3 separate regions of the Sus scrofa genome follow, and all the other regions are linked to region 1. The links are chromatin contacts, called in public Hi-C and HiChIP or PLAC-seq maps. All regions are on one chromosome and are shown on one strand. Each heading gives the region's core, a stretch centred on a gene start, on an enhancer-like site or on the middle of the called end of the contact. The rest is flanking DNA. Distances are from core to core; before and after follow the strand shown.

Evidence for each region. A called contact is a pair of places that touch in the nucleus more often than the background predicts. HiChIP or PLAC-seq counts read pairs in DNA pulled down with a chosen protein or histone mark.
Region 2: a contact with region 1 is called in an H3K27ac HiChIP or PLAC-seq map of alveolar macrophages. The contact joins the promoter of TMED10 here to the promoter of IRF2BPL in region 1. A contact is called at or near these places in 1 of 47 Hi-C or Micro-C datasets (embryonic fibroblasts) and 2 of 2 datasets of contacts at active chromatin or transcription factors (alveolar macrophages and skeletal muscle).
Region 3: a Hi-C map of embryonic fibroblasts shows a contact between it and region 1, with 2.7 times the contacts expected there. The contact joins the promoter of FOS here to the promoter of IRF2BPL in region 1. A contact is called at or near these places in 1 of 47 Hi-C or Micro-C datasets (embryonic fibroblasts) and 1 of 2 datasets of contacts at active chromatin or transcription factors (alveolar macrophages).

What each region holds. Positions count from the first base shown.
Region 1 is chr7:100,121,659-100,126,423 of Sscrofa11.1, reverse strand. IRF2BPL (interferon regulatory factor 2-binding protein-like) reads left to right here and starts at 2,604. Exons shown (of 2, transcript XM_001928316.6): 1 at 2,604-4,765. The coding sequence starts at 3,935.
Region 2 is chr7:98,360,772-98,365,536 of Sscrofa11.1, reverse strand. TMED10 (transmembrane emp24 domain-containing protein 10) reads left to right here and starts at 2,885. Exons shown (of 5, transcript XM_001926711.5): 1 at 2,885-3,190. The coding sequence starts at 2,966.
Region 3 is chr7:98,447,297-98,452,061 of Sscrofa11.1, reverse strand. FOS (Fos proto-oncogene, AP-1 transcription factor subunit) reads right to left here and starts at 2,554. Exons shown (of 4, transcript NM_001123113.1): 1 at 2,414-2,554; 2 at 1,404-1,655; 3 at 856-963; 4 at 91-732. The coding sequence starts at 2,554. The coding sequence ends at 91.

The sequences.
Region 1 (4,765 bases), core at 1,355-3,854:
CAGCTGTTGGAAGGAACTTTGGGAAGACTGCGGGCATTTCGCCCTGTGCCAGATTGACCTCTAGCTCTGCCAGTCTCCCAGACCCCACAGGGAGCGTTCTGTCTGATCTGTCGGCTTCTCACCTAGTGTCTTAGGTTTAAGCTTGCCGGGCCTCCCCACACCTTGCTCAGTTACTTTCCATTGTGGACCCAGTACTGTCACATGGGATGCTCCTTCAAGGGAAATTTATCTCCAAAATATTGGTGTTCTTGCCTCTCACAATCCCTGACACATCCCCTAACAGGGCCATCTTTGACAAGCAATTAAGAGGAAATTTATCGCCATAAATGACGGTGATGCTTTGAGGGGGAAGGGTATCAAGAGAGCTATGCCTTTTAAATTAAAGGATTATGAGACTGTAATGGAAGTTTGTTTAAATGCATGTTTATTTCTAACTCCGGGTGTCTGAAGACACCCGGCATGTGTGTGTGTGTGTGTGTGTGTGTGTGTGTGTATCTCCTTTAGTAACAGCGAAGACAGAGACAGACAAGGAGATGGAGACATATGTGTGTGCATACCAAACATAACACTATGACACAGAATCCGACTTGCTTTCTCTAGCAGCCTGGCTAGAGGGTTGGGGCTAAGTTGCTATTCTTCAGTATTGGGGGTTTAATAAAGGGAAAGGCTGAATAAATATAAGTGTAAAGAAACAGGTTAACCAGTCAAGTCAAAGGTAAGGAGCCTCGAGCCTGGGGCTGGTGGGGATGTCACTCCAGTTCCTAGCCCTGTGTTTTTGACTCACTCCAGGGTGGCTGTGCTGTGGGGAGAGATGAAGTCTGGGAGGGTGAGGCAATGCTCCCAGCAGCTCTTACAGAAGAATCACTGCCGGGAGCCAGCCAGCCGGGGAAAGTTTATTATTGTTGGGGAGTGCACAGTGAGCTCACTGTTTTGCAAAAACAGAAATCTGGCTGCTTTCAGATGAAAGAGGGGCTCCCTTGGATTCTTCCATCCCCCTTTCTCCCTATTCTTAAAAGCTCCCCTTCTTTTGCACGTAGGGCCCCAGAATGAGTGGGAGATTGGGGTGCTGAGAAGGGCTGGACTGGGGGAACAGGTTCTGAAGGTCAAGTAGCAAAATAAAAATAAATACTCCTTGTTGCTTCAACTGAACTTTATTATAATTAGTAGTAATAGCAGTGACAAGAGCTGGGATCCCTACATTCTGTGCAATTTACAAAGTACTTCCACATGTTAATCTGTCATAGTACCAATATTAATATCAATACTAATAATAACCAACCCTTTCTGATGACTTCCTGTGAACCTGACTCTGTGCTACAGTCTGGGCAGTGGCAGATCCACCACTTCTGTATGTGGAAGAATTCAGTGGCACAATCTATTTGGAAGGGGAGGATGGGGGGGGTTAATTATGAAGATGTATTTGCACAGAACTTTACATGAGATTGTATGCAACAAATGGGGGGGGGGCATGATGGACATTTTGAGCACTCCCAAACCATCTCTGAGAACCTAAGCTTGTCAAAGCCACCTTTCAAAGCAGATTTTTCTGGATTCGGATCCCAGTTCTGTCTCTAATGGCTGTGTGACCTTGGGCAACTTATTTAACCTCTCTACTTTCGGAACTTGTAAAACAGAGTTAATAATAGAATCTACCTTGCAGATAATACTGAGAATGTAATGATGATGCAACTAAACCACCTAACAGTATCTGGCTTCCAACAAGTCTCAGTGAGTTGCCTCCCATCAGGACAAGAAACAAAATGAAATCTTAAAACAGTTCTAATAAGCTGGGAGCTCTGATCCCATTTTACAGATGGAAAACAGATGTTATTATCTTAGGGTAAGTAACTAACTCAAGGTCACAAAGCCAGTAAGTGATAGAGAGGAAATTCCAACCTAGTGTGCCAGGCTCCGGAACCTGAAATTCCATTATATTGTCTGCCCCCACTCCAGCCTTGTCCAGGATTGTCTCAATTTTCATGGTGGGGGGAAAGCAGACCCAATACTTAGAAAAATCAATTGAAATGCCCCAACTAGCCCTATGACCAACACATCTGGTCTGCAATCAACAATAATGATGAGAAGTGATGGGGGCCTTGCTCAGCCTTCTGGAGCACTATGGAATGAAATCACAGCACATGAGAAGGAACTTTGAAAACTGCGGCTGTTTTACAAAGAGATATCAATACTATTAAATGTTGAGCCCACCTTTTTTTTTTTTTTTTTAAATCAAACCCGGAAAAACCACTCACCTGTTTGGTCTCTCCAGCACCTCCCCCTCCCTGCCCCCAGCTGCAGCTGTGTGCAGCCAGTGGACTGTTTTCCTTAAAGGCCTCCGGGTGCTCATAGCTTCTTTAGACATTCAGCCAAAATTTTTAGAGTGCGGCTTGGGGGAGGGGTATCTCCCCCTGAATTCATTTAGCTCCGTTGTTGAAGCGCAGGTTCCTAGACCAGGGCACAAAAACAAAGCGAAAAGGCAATTTTTGGAAGACTGGAACACAGCTAATTTTACAGGTGCTTCGGCATCAGTGGTAGCAAAGATGTGACCTCCACAGGGGGGGCGGGGGGAAAGGTTTGATTGCCGATGAAATGGATAATACCTACGTGGAATTCAAGGCGAAAATCTTGAAACAGGACATTTAAATCCGCTGCCAGGGGTGGGGTGGGGAGCGGGATCGGAAACGACGCTTGTGGTTTTTAAATGCGTTTTTACTTGGGAAAGCCGGGCGGGGAAAGGAAAGGTCATCGTCTGTTTAATTTCCACCCCCAGCCCTGGACTTCCAGCCTTAGCTCGCGGGGCCTCAGCTGTTGTACACACACGGCGAGGGGGGAGGGGAGGGCGGAGGCGCGGAGGAGGGGCCGACTGGGAGGAATCTGGGCTCTCTGCCGCGCATGCGCCTTTCCCGAGCAACAAGTGGGCTCCACAGAGGAAGTGTAAAGGGGAGGGGGGGAGAACTGGTGCAGAGCATGGCGGTGACGTCAGCGCTCCGCCCGGGCGGCATCCCGCGCGGCCAAGCCCGGGACAGCGCGAGCCGCAGCGCGAGCGGGAGCGCCGAGACGCGCCTCCGGAACGTAGAGTAACAATCACAACCCCACATTCCGGGCGAGTGTGAGCGGGAAGGGATGCGACCCGGGCCGAGGCGCCGCGCGAGCGCCCTGCAGCCAACGTGAGCGCCGCCAGCCGCGGCGGCCCGGGCGCCCGCCAGGCCTGGGGGCGGCGGGAGCCTGCGTGCGTGCACTCCTCTACTCTGCTCGCGTGCATCCTGGAAGCAGTGGCCGCGGCGGCTCCCTCCGGCCGTGCAAACCCAGCCGCCGCCAGCGGAACGGCCGACGCTGCGGAGGGGAGAAGCTCCTCTCTCGGCTGCCAACCCCTCCCCCGGCCCTCCCGGGAAGCAGCGACTTCAGCAAGATTGGACCCGGGCACCGGGTGGCACTGAACCCTCTATAGCCTTCGCCCCAGGGAGCCTGGCGGGGAGAGGACGCAGGTCGTAGGGCGCCCCCCCTCCAAGAGGAGAGGAAGAGACAGCCCCTTTCGAGCTTCCACGCACCAGCCACTCCGGGGAGGGGGCCAAGAACCCACAGCGGCCAGCACCCGGCACCCTCGCCCCCTCCCCCCGGGCCCGGAGCTTCCAGTCCAGGTCCGCGACACCAGGAAGAAGGCGCCTGAGCTACCCTCCCGACGAGACAGCCGCAGTAGGAGGTGGGGGCGAGGAGCGGGCTGGACTCGTCCGCCGCCCAGGCGCTGGAGCCCCCGCGGAGAGGCGCTGCGCCGGCGGTGGAGACTCGCGCTCCCTCCAGCCCCTGGGGCAGAACTTTCTCGCCCCCCCTCCCTCCCCCGCAGCCAGACTCCCTCCCCAGCCGGCCAGCCCTCCGGGAGGAGAAGGCGCCGCGGAGACAGCCCGGGCGGGGGCCTACCTTCCCCAGGGCCGGCATCATGTCGGCGGCGCAGGTGTCCTCGTCCCGGAGACAATCTTGCTACCTGTGCGACCTGCCCCGCATGCCCTGGGCCATGATCTGGGACTTCTCGGAACCCGTATGCCGCGGTTGCGTCAACTACGAGGGCGCGGATCGCATCGAGTTTGTGATCGAGACCGCGCGCCAGCTGAAGCGGGCGCACGGCTGCTTCCAGGACGGCCGCTCCCCCGGGCCGCCGCCGCCCGTCGGGGTCAAGACGGTGGCCCTGTCGGCTAAGGAGGCGGCGGCGGCTGCGGCGGCGGCAGCGGCCGCTGCGCAGCAGCAACAACAGCAGCAGCAGCAACAGCAGCAGCAGCAACAACAGCTCAACCACGTCGATGGTTCCAGCAAGCCCGCGGTGCTGGCGGCCCCGTCAGGCCTGGAGCGCTATGGCCTGAGCGCTGCTGCCGCCGCAGCCGCCGCCGCTGCCGCGGTGGAACAGCGCAGCCGCTTCGAGTACCCGCCACCTCCAGTGAGCCTGGGAAGCAGCAGCCACGCCGCGCGGCTGCCCAACGGCCTGGGAGGCCCCAACGGCTTCCCCAAGCCCACCCCCGAGGAGGGACCCCCGGAGCTGAACCGCCAGAGCCCCAACTCGTCTTCAGCTGCGGCGTCGGTGGCGTCTCGGCGCGGGACACACGGTGGGTTAGTGACTGGGCTTCCTAACCCGGGGGGTGGCGGAGGCCCCCAGCTCACGGTGCCCCCCAACCTGCTGCCGCAGACGCTGCTTAACGGCCCGGCCAGCGCTGCTGTGCTGCCCCCACCGCCCCCTCACGGTCTGGGCAGCCGTGGGCCCCCGACGCCCGCGCCCCCA
Region 2 (4,765 bases), core at 1,636-4,135, 1.8 Mb after region 1:
CACTTTTCAATTTTTTTTTTTTTTTTCTGCCCTTTGTCCTTTTAGGGCCGCACTCTCGGTATATGGAGCTTCCCAGGCTAGGGGTCTAATCGGAGCTGTAGCCACCGGCCTATGCCAAAGCCACAGCAACGCTAGATCTGAGACATGTCTGCTACCTACACCACAGCTCACTGCTCATTGAACCCACTGAGCGAGGCTAGGGATGGAACCTGCAACCTCATATTTCCTAGTCGGATTTGTTTCGGCTGCGCTGCAACAGGAACTCCCATTTTTCAATTTAAAAAAAAGATTTGTGGCATTCCCATCGTGGCTCAGCAGTTAACGAACACCACTAGTATCCATGAGGATGTGGGTTCAATACCTGGCCTCACTCAGTGAGTTAAGGATCCGGCGTTGCCGTGAGCTGTGGTTTAAGCCGGTGGCTACAGCTCCAATTGGACCCCTAGCCTGGGTACCTCCATATGCCATGGATGCAGCCCTAAAAAGACAAAAAATAAAGATTTGCATATTGTTGGTGAAAATGAAATAGTACCTACACTTTGGATACATTGTGGGTTAAATAAATTTGTGTGAAAACAGCAAAGGAATAACAGAAGAATTTTACTATTAGACTTTGTTAGGAGCTAAGGAATTATTCTTGCATTCATTGAACCATTATTTATTGTGCCTTCTAAGCACCAGGCACTATTTTAGATTTAGAAGATAAAGCAGTGAACAAAACAGACAAAAATCCCTGTCCCTCACAAAAAAGAAATCCCAGTCAGGGAGACAGATTAATAAGTGTGTAAGTAAAATGCATGAGGCTTAGACAGTGGTGAGTACTAAGAAGAAAAACAGAAGGAAGGAAGGGGGAAAGGAAAGAGCTGCAGGCCAGGGTAAGTGAGGACACAGGATCAGGACCTGAGAGCTGTAATTTAGGAAAGTAACTCAATTTTTCTGTTTCTTCACTTATAAAATAATAGTGCCTTTCTGAAGAAGGCTCAGGCCCTTAGACCGACTTTGTCACTTTTAAACTATGGGACTTTGGGTATGAAAGTTCTTTGGCCTCTCAGAACTTCTCCTCATCTGTAAAATGAACAGATTTGCCCAGCCTACATCACATGGTTTTTGAAAATGCCAAATGAGATAACTAATATATGTGAAAATATTTTAAAACATATAAGCTGTCATTTAAATATAAAATAGAAATTTAGGAGTTCCCCTCGTGGCTCAATGGTAAACAAACCTGACTAGAATCCACGAGGATGCGTGTTGGATCTCTGGCCTTGCTCAGTGGGTTAAGGATCCAATGTTGCCCTGAGCTGTGGTGTAGGTTGCCTCGGATCTGGATCTGGCGTTGCTGTGGCTGTGGCGTAAGCCAACAGCTGTAGCTCCAATTCACCCGTAGCCTGGGAACTTCCATATGCCCTGGGTGTGGCCCTAAAAAAAAAAAAAAAAAAAAAAGTAATTTAAAGGTAAAAACCACACAGGTATTTCATGGGTTTGCAAATCTCTTGCTGATGGTCGGCAAAGCCTCAGGACTGAGAGTAAACAGGGAATTAGATAACTGCTTGGTATTGATCCTCCCCCCACCCTCCCCAGGGAAAAAGCTAATGGCCAATGCAAATTACCAGGGTGTTCTGAATAAATTACCATCGGTATCTTAGATGAGGGATAAAATAGTCAAACTAAATGTTCCTAAGTGGACACCTCATAAAATAATTATTATATGACATTTGTCAAATTTTAAAATGCTTTACAGCTCTTTTGTTTGTTCTTGTTTTGTTTGTGGGATTTCAGTTCCAGGAAATAGTCTGAAAGGAGTTATAAACACAGAACAACTGTTTAATTTGTTAAAAGCATACAGTCCATCTTCTTGGTATTTCTGTAGATGCTCAATAAACATGAATCAAAGTAGATAATTCTAAACATAGGCTGATGAGTACTTTTTCAACTTCCTACTTTCTTCAGCTCTGAATATTTTATAGCATCCCCCTAATGGTTTGTTGACTCAATAAACATGTCAGTAGGCATGCATGGGATAGTGTCTGGCACATAGTAGGTAGTCAATAAATATTTGTTAAACAAAAGCATGCATGATTACCATGTAGGTTTCCTTACTACGGACTTGCCAATTTGATCCCTAAAGTGTTTTAAACATTTAAAACACATCAATACTTGGCTTCCCTGGACAATGCTTATCTGGTAAAACACATTAGGTCCATCTCCAACACTGGACTAAAAGCGTGTTTTATTCAATTTAAATACAGAATCCAAATTTAGTTTGAATACCACCTAGCATAGTAGGTGCTTAATGTCTGTTACATAAGATGCATATTCAGAAATCAGTTACTCCAGCCCAAATACCCCAGCTCAGGGGCATGAACTGGACGGTTCCAGCTCACATTCACCAGGCGACCTCTACTCCTTCTCTGAGGTTCTGGCTCCTGCTCGCTTAATAGCCAGATTGCAAATTTTCCTCGGCCTCTTGAGGTCTTCCTCTCGAGCGCTCAAAGTCCCAACGGTCACCACGTCACTGGGACGGCACCTACTCTGCCTGCATCTCCGCCCCCTCCGGGTGCTCTCCGGAGGTCGGAAGGCGGGCCCAGCAATTGGCATTGTGGCTGTTTCCTATTGGGGCTTAGTTGCTATGGTATCACAGACCATTAAAACTTCAGGGCACTACTTCCGGAATTTAAAGGAGAATTACTTCCAGGGCTGCCCATACTTGCTATGGCTGACTGAGCTTAACAAAAACGAAACTTTTCGGGGAAACGTCTGGGAAATCTCATTTAACCACGTTAATCTGTGAGTACGATATGTTATCATATCCCCACTTCCCTTTAAAAGACTTACTGTACATTTTTAATCTATTTGCCAGCCTCCAAAATGGCGCCGGCAGTATTGAAAGGTCAGAGGTGAGTTACGTGGGCCCTCCCGGTTCCGGCGCGATACAGGCCCACGGTGGTGAACAGTCTCCGGCACCATGTCTGGCTTGTCTGATCCACAAGCCCTGCGTGGCCCTTGCCCGCTAGCGTTGCTGCTTTTATTCCTGCTCGGCCCCAGCTCCGTCCTCACGATCTCCTTCCATCTGCCCGTTAATTCCCGCAAGTGCCTCCGCGAGGAGATCCACAAGGACCTGCTGGTGACGGGCGCGTACGAGATCACCGACCAGTCTGGGGGCGCTGGCGGCCCGCGCACCCACCTCAAGGTGCGACCGTCGGGGGCGAGGGGCGGGGAGGATACACCACAGGCGTCGGCGCGGTGGCGGAGAACCTGGGGAGTCTTGCAGATTGAGGTCTGGAGGGCGGCCTGGCCTCCCCGAGCGCTCGGGGCGAGCCGCCGAGACCGCCCCCTCATCCTCCTCGTTGGCGTTCGCTGGGCGGGGCTGGGCGCCAAAGCCGGGAACCCATTGAAGGGCCGCCAGGCCTTGGCGGATGTGGTGACAGTTGAGCTGCAGTGGCTTCGACTTTGGGTCGTTGTCGTGGCCCTATACCTGTTTTGGTCTTAAGTACCTTGAACTGTAACTTGGTTCTCCAAAGAAATCTATGGATGCCGAGTGTTTGTGGGGACCAGCATCCTAAGACACATTGATACCTGCAGGAAAATAATGGAAGCATTTAAGCGAGCTGTGAATAGTAAAAGCTGTTATTTCTTGAGCATTAGCCGTGTGTCAGGTTCTGTACTGTACATACATTTAGTTCGTACATTACCCTGTGTAGTAGGTACTATTGACCTCATTTTACACAATTGAGGCTCAGAAGTTGGAGAACAAACTGGTGATTCTTAGTTTAGGAGTTGAGTAAAGTGACGGAAAAGTGCTGCAATCTTAGACTCTCCTTGCCTTTTATTTGTAATTCCTGTGATTGATTCAAGTCCATTATTGGTCACGAAATGGTCTCAGTCTCTTGTACTTTTCTTTCCCGTACCCCAGAATCTGGACTTGGCCAAGTTTTGTGTAAATTTTAACTATACTCTTGGACAGCTATTACCAATTATGTCACTTTGGTCCCATATTGCAGTTAGAATGACCAGGCCTCCTCTTTGAAACCTTAACATGATTTGATATCTCTTAAGATTGGGTTTTGTTTTAGGTGGTTTTATTCATTTGCAGTAAGCATGTGGGGGTTTTGTTTGTTTGGCCTGCTGGGGCATGTGGAAGTTTCTGGGCCAGGGATCAAACCCTCCAGACAAAGCTGTAACAGAGCCACTGTAGTGACAACAGCTGGATCCTTAACCAGCTGTGCCACAAGGGAACCCCATATGGGGTTTTTTTTTGTTTGTTTTTAACAGTACGGGTCTTGAACTAAATAGGAAGAAACATTTTTACGTTTTAATAGAGCTTTAAGTACATAAGCTTAAAGTATTGGAGGAATTCCCATCGTGGCGCAACGGAAATGAATCTGACTAGGAACCATGAGGTTGTGGTTCGATACCTGGCCTTGCTCAGTGGGTTAAGGATCTGGAGTTGCTGTGAGCGATGGTATAGGTCGCAGATGTGGCTCGGATTTGATGTGGCTTAGGCCGGCAGCTGTGGCTCCAATTAGACCCCTAGCTTGGGAACCTCCATATGCAGCAGGTGCAGCCCTAAGAAGCTAAAAAAAAAAAAGCTTAAGGTATTGGAATGCAATAGTCATAATAGATGCAATTTCTTACTTAAACTTTGAGAGATGAAAAATTATAGGACTGTTGCATAATGACTGAGGCTTTTATTTCTGTCTAGCCAAGAAAACCATGATGGCGTGATTTTAGAGGCTTAGGTGCAACAATTTGGGGATCACGCTTC
Region 3 (4,765 bases), core at 1,305-3,804, 1.7 Mb after region 1:
ACCCTCGAGGGAAGACGTGTTTCTCCTCTCCATAATGCACCGACTCGGGCAGTGGCGCGTGCCTGCCTGCTGCCTCCCCTCTCTGCCCGCTCACAGGGCCAGCAGCGTGGGTGAGCTGAGCGAGTCAGAGGAAGGCTCGTTGCTGCTGCTGCCCTTGCGGTGGGCAGCCGCACAGCTGGGGAAGGAGTCAGCCTCGGGGTAGGTAAAGACGAAGGAAGACGTGTAAGTAGTGCAGCTGGGGGTGCAGGTGACCACCGGGGTACACAGGGGCTCCAGCTCTGTGGCCATGGGCCCCATCCCCAGGGAGCCACCATGCAGGGGCTCCCAGTCTGCTGCATAGAAGGAACCAGACAGGTCCATGTCCGGCACAGAGCGGGCTGTCTCAGAGCCGCCGGGCCTGGACGATGCTGGGAACAGGAAGTCATCAAAGGGCTCGGCCTTCAGCTCCATGCTGCTGACGTTCTTGACTGGCTCCACGGAGGGCTTGGGCTCCGGGTCATTGAGGAGGGGCAGGGTGAAGGCCTCCTCAGATTCGGGGGTGGCAGCCTCAGGCAGGCCCCCACTCAGATCAAGGGAAGCCACAGACATCTCTTCAGGGAAGCCCAGGTCATCAGGGATCTTGCAGGCAGGTCGGTGAGCTGCCAGGATGAACTCGAGTTTTTCCTTCTCCTTCAGCAGGTTGGCGATCTCAGTCTGCAAAGCAGACTTCTCGTCTTCTAGCTGGTCTGTCTCCTGGATACAGAGGATACAGCAAAGCATAAGACACGGTCTTACTCAAAGACTCTGTTCCCTTCTACCCAGTCTCTAACTTTGCCCTTAAGTTTTCGAAAGAAGTGATCCATGGATTCTACCTACCGCTTGGAGTGTGTCAGTCAGCTCCCTCCTCCGGTTCCGGCATTTGGCTGCAGCCATCTTATTCCTTTCCCTTCGGATTCTCCTTTTCTCTTCTTCTTCTGGGGACAACTGGAGGTGGGGAGAGAGAGAGAGGGCAACATTCAGTAACAGTGCCTGCTATCAGCTCCGTTCACCCACCCTAGGAAAACTGGCGCCTGCAGCTTCCCGCCTCCTGGCACCTCTTCTGTGAAGCCATTTCTAACCTGCAGTTGCAAGCTGGGTGTGACTTGCATTTAAAATAAGAACCTCAGCAGGAGAACAAAGAGAAGCTACAAGGGTGAGATAAGAAACTATTAGGGAAGAAACTGCACATTGGATATTACTTAGGGTGGACTATTAGAGTCTGACTTGGGATGGATAGGGCTTGGAGCCGGGGTTCCCAGTCCAGGATATGTAATCAGTTCCACCCATGGCTTCACCCTGTCCACTATGCTCCCCATCTCCATCAAGACTGACCTTACCCCCCCAACCCCAGCCACCACCAGAGAGAAGGTGTTGAGAACCCTCACCTGTTCCACCTTGCCCCTTCTGCCAATGCTCTGAGCTCTGCCTCCTGGCATGGTCTTCACGACTCCAGCCCTGGAGTAAGCCCCAGCCGAGGGAGTGGGGACTCCGTAGGGGTGAGGGGCTCTGGTCTGGGATGGGGCAACCGAGGAGACCAGGGTGGGTTGCACTAGCCACTGCAGGTCTGGGCTGGTCGAGATAGCAGTCACCGTTGGGATGAAGTTGGCACTGGAGACGGCCAGATCGGTGCAGAAGTCCTAGAATGAAATATAGAAGGGGAAAGCTGACGTGAGCGACCAGGCTCTGGACGCAGGTGGGGTGAGCGGAGTGCCCAGTGCCGCATGCAGCAGGGAGAGAGTGAAAAATGGACTGCTTATGTATTTTTATATGTCCTTCATCCTGGATGAAAGGTCTCTCCCTTCCCAAGAATTCCGCAGCGCAGTGCCTTTCTCCTCCATCCTGCTGCTGCGTTCCCGTTATCCCTTCAGCATCACTCGCTTGAAAGGGGGGTTGTTATAAATATCCCTGACGTCTGCGCTGACGCAGACGCCGCTCCGGAGTCTCCTGAATGAACTCGCTTTTTATCAATGAAACTGCCTTACACACCCGCCGGCTTCACCCTCCTCCTCTCACCCTCCTCCCTGCTCCAGGCTGCGAGGGGAGGGAGGATCGCCGCTTTTTGCCTCCTCCCCCGGAGGTGCCCGGCTCTAGTTAGCCAGTCTTTGCTTGGGACACTTTTGCCCCCAGCTAATGTCAGAGACCAGTCAGAGCGCGTGGGCCAGGGTCAGCTCAGAATGAGCCCACAGCGGGAGAGGAGAAAAGATTCTTATTTTGACAAGCATGTGTGCGCTCCGAACAAGTCCGGGGCTCCCGAGATAGGGCTGATCCGGCCGGGGCAAGCCTCCCTCTCTGGCCAATGGGGTCCCCGGCTTGTCTTCCTGAGCGTCCCGTCCCAGTGTCTCCTCCCCGGTAACCCCGAGCCCCGAGCCCCGCGGTGGCACGAAGCCAGCCTTACCTGCGCATTGACGGGAGAGCCCATGCTGGAGAAGGAGTCGGCCGGTGAGTGGTAGTAGGAGAGACTGTCCCCGGCAGGGGAGGCGCTGCTGCAGCGGGATGATGACGCCTCGTAGTCGGCGTTGAAGCCGGAGAACATCATGATCGCAGGTAGTCAAAGCCGGGCGAGGGGCTGAGGGGCGGAGACAGGTAGGAGCTGCGGGGCTGAGCTGGGTAAGAGCGCGGTCGCTGCTCGCTCGCTGCGCCGCTGCCGGTTCTGTCTCAGCTTAGCTGCTCGCTGCAGATGCGGTTGGAGTACTAGGCCACTGCTTTTATAACAGCATTTTATGAATGAGCCCAATACGTCACGGAGCGCTACCATTGCAGCTCTCGAGGGGTGGCGCTCGGATCTTGCCACCTCTGCAGCCTCTTTGCTGCCTCTTCCGCCGTCTCAGCCCCCTGCCTTTCGTCTTATTGTGTTTCTTTATCTTCTGAGCTTTTCTCAGTCTCGGTCTTGGGGTCGCGTAGACCCCCTAAAATGAGGGACTTCGGGGATGGCTCCCCCCACAACTTCAGGGAACGGCCGTGGAAACCTGCTGACGCAGATGTCCTAATATGGACATCCTGTGTAAACGGGAGGGAGGGATTGACGGGAACTGCTCGCGGGCTGCAGCCAACACCAAGGGTGCAGCGCGGGGGGGAGGCGGGGGCCGTGGCCGGGGGGAGGGGAGGCGGGAAAGGCAGAGAAGGCGAGCGAACATTCGCACCTGGTTCAATGCGGACCCTTGTTCCCGGGGTTGGGGGATGGGGCGTAGGCGCCTTTTTACTTGTGTACAGAAACCCGGGAAGAGTTCTGAGGTTCAGGTATAGGCGAGATAGGTACACAGCCCCTTGGGCTTAAGCCTTGGCCCCCGAAGGAATGCGCCTCCACCCCCATTCCTCATTCTATCACTAATTCGGTGCAAACTGTGGAAGCAGACCCCCACCCCCTCGCCTCAAGCCCCAGCGCTCAGCACTACTAGGACTGTTACTGCGTTTGGAAGCGGAAAGTAGAGGGATACAAAATAAGAGAATACGATAACCTACTTTATCTACGATGCTGGGTATTTTAATATTAATTTTTTTTTAAGGGAAAAGGAGCATTTTTTTCCTCGGCCAAATACGGGATGTTAGAGTTACTGTCAAACCCCAGAGACACCAGCCAATAAACATTGTGCAGAACCTCCATGCAAAAATGTCTGTAGGGTTGTTTGCCAGGTTCTGAGCTCGGGCTCCGGAGGGGCTGTCATGTGGACAAGGTCGTCAGTTGGGGTACTGGATGGAGTGAGGTATTGGGGGAGCGCAAGTCCGAGCTGGAGAGGTGGGGGTGGTTCGATGCCCCGGAAGCTGGTTATTGGGAGCCAGCAGCGGGTGATTTTCCAGCACCGACTTGGAGGGGGGAGGACGGGGGCGCTGGAAGGACCGTGCCCAGCAGCGCCAAGGCCGGAGACCGCGGCGGCTGGGACCTCAGGCACCACTCCGTGGCCTGGAAAACGGGGCTTTGGGGAGGCAAGGTATTCTGGAGTGCTCTGCGCCCCCAAACGCCCCATCCTCTTGCTCCTCTGCAAAGGACACCTGGGGTCATCCTGCCCCGGCTCGGTCCCAGAGCGCCGGCCACCTCCGGGACGCGAAGCCGCAGTTCCCCGCAGAGCCACGGGTCCCTGTGTCCCTTCCCCCACCTTTCAGACCCGGAGGTCACGGTGTGCACCTGGAGAGGGGTGAGGCGGGATTAGGGCAGAGGGCGGATCCTTCGGGACGCGCGGTGAGCAGGACCGCCGACCTGCCCCCGCCGCCGCACCCCGGAGCCAGGCGATCCTGCTATAGATAGTAACAGGGAAGCGGCTGTTTACAGCAACACTGCGCCGCCAGGGCTGTCTCCAGGCGACGCCGCGCGGCCGGGCGCGCCGTCGGCCTGGCGAGGCCGCCCGCCCGCCCTCCTCGCACCCCTGGGGCCCCGGCCTCCCCGGCCCCGCTGTGGCCACTCCTGCCGCCTGACATCATCCGCCGGGTCCGGGGGCTGAGTGCGGCTCGCGCGCCGCTGGGCGCTAACCTCCATTCTTAGAGATGCGAACCCAGCGGGAGCGGGGAGGGCAGGGAGGCGGAGATTCGTGGAACTGGGCCACTTGCTATTTTTGCATTCCCTGTCACAAGCAGAGGTGAAAACAGAATTTCATCATTGTATGTCACTAGTTTATGTTGGTGGGAATTTAGGCGCTTTTTTCCCCCTCACTTAAAAAGGGGGAGAAAAAAAGAAAAAACACAGAAACACAGACTTCGTGGAGCTGCTCCGAACCCTAATTCTGCATCCCTCCATTCACCTAGCTCTATCATCTGT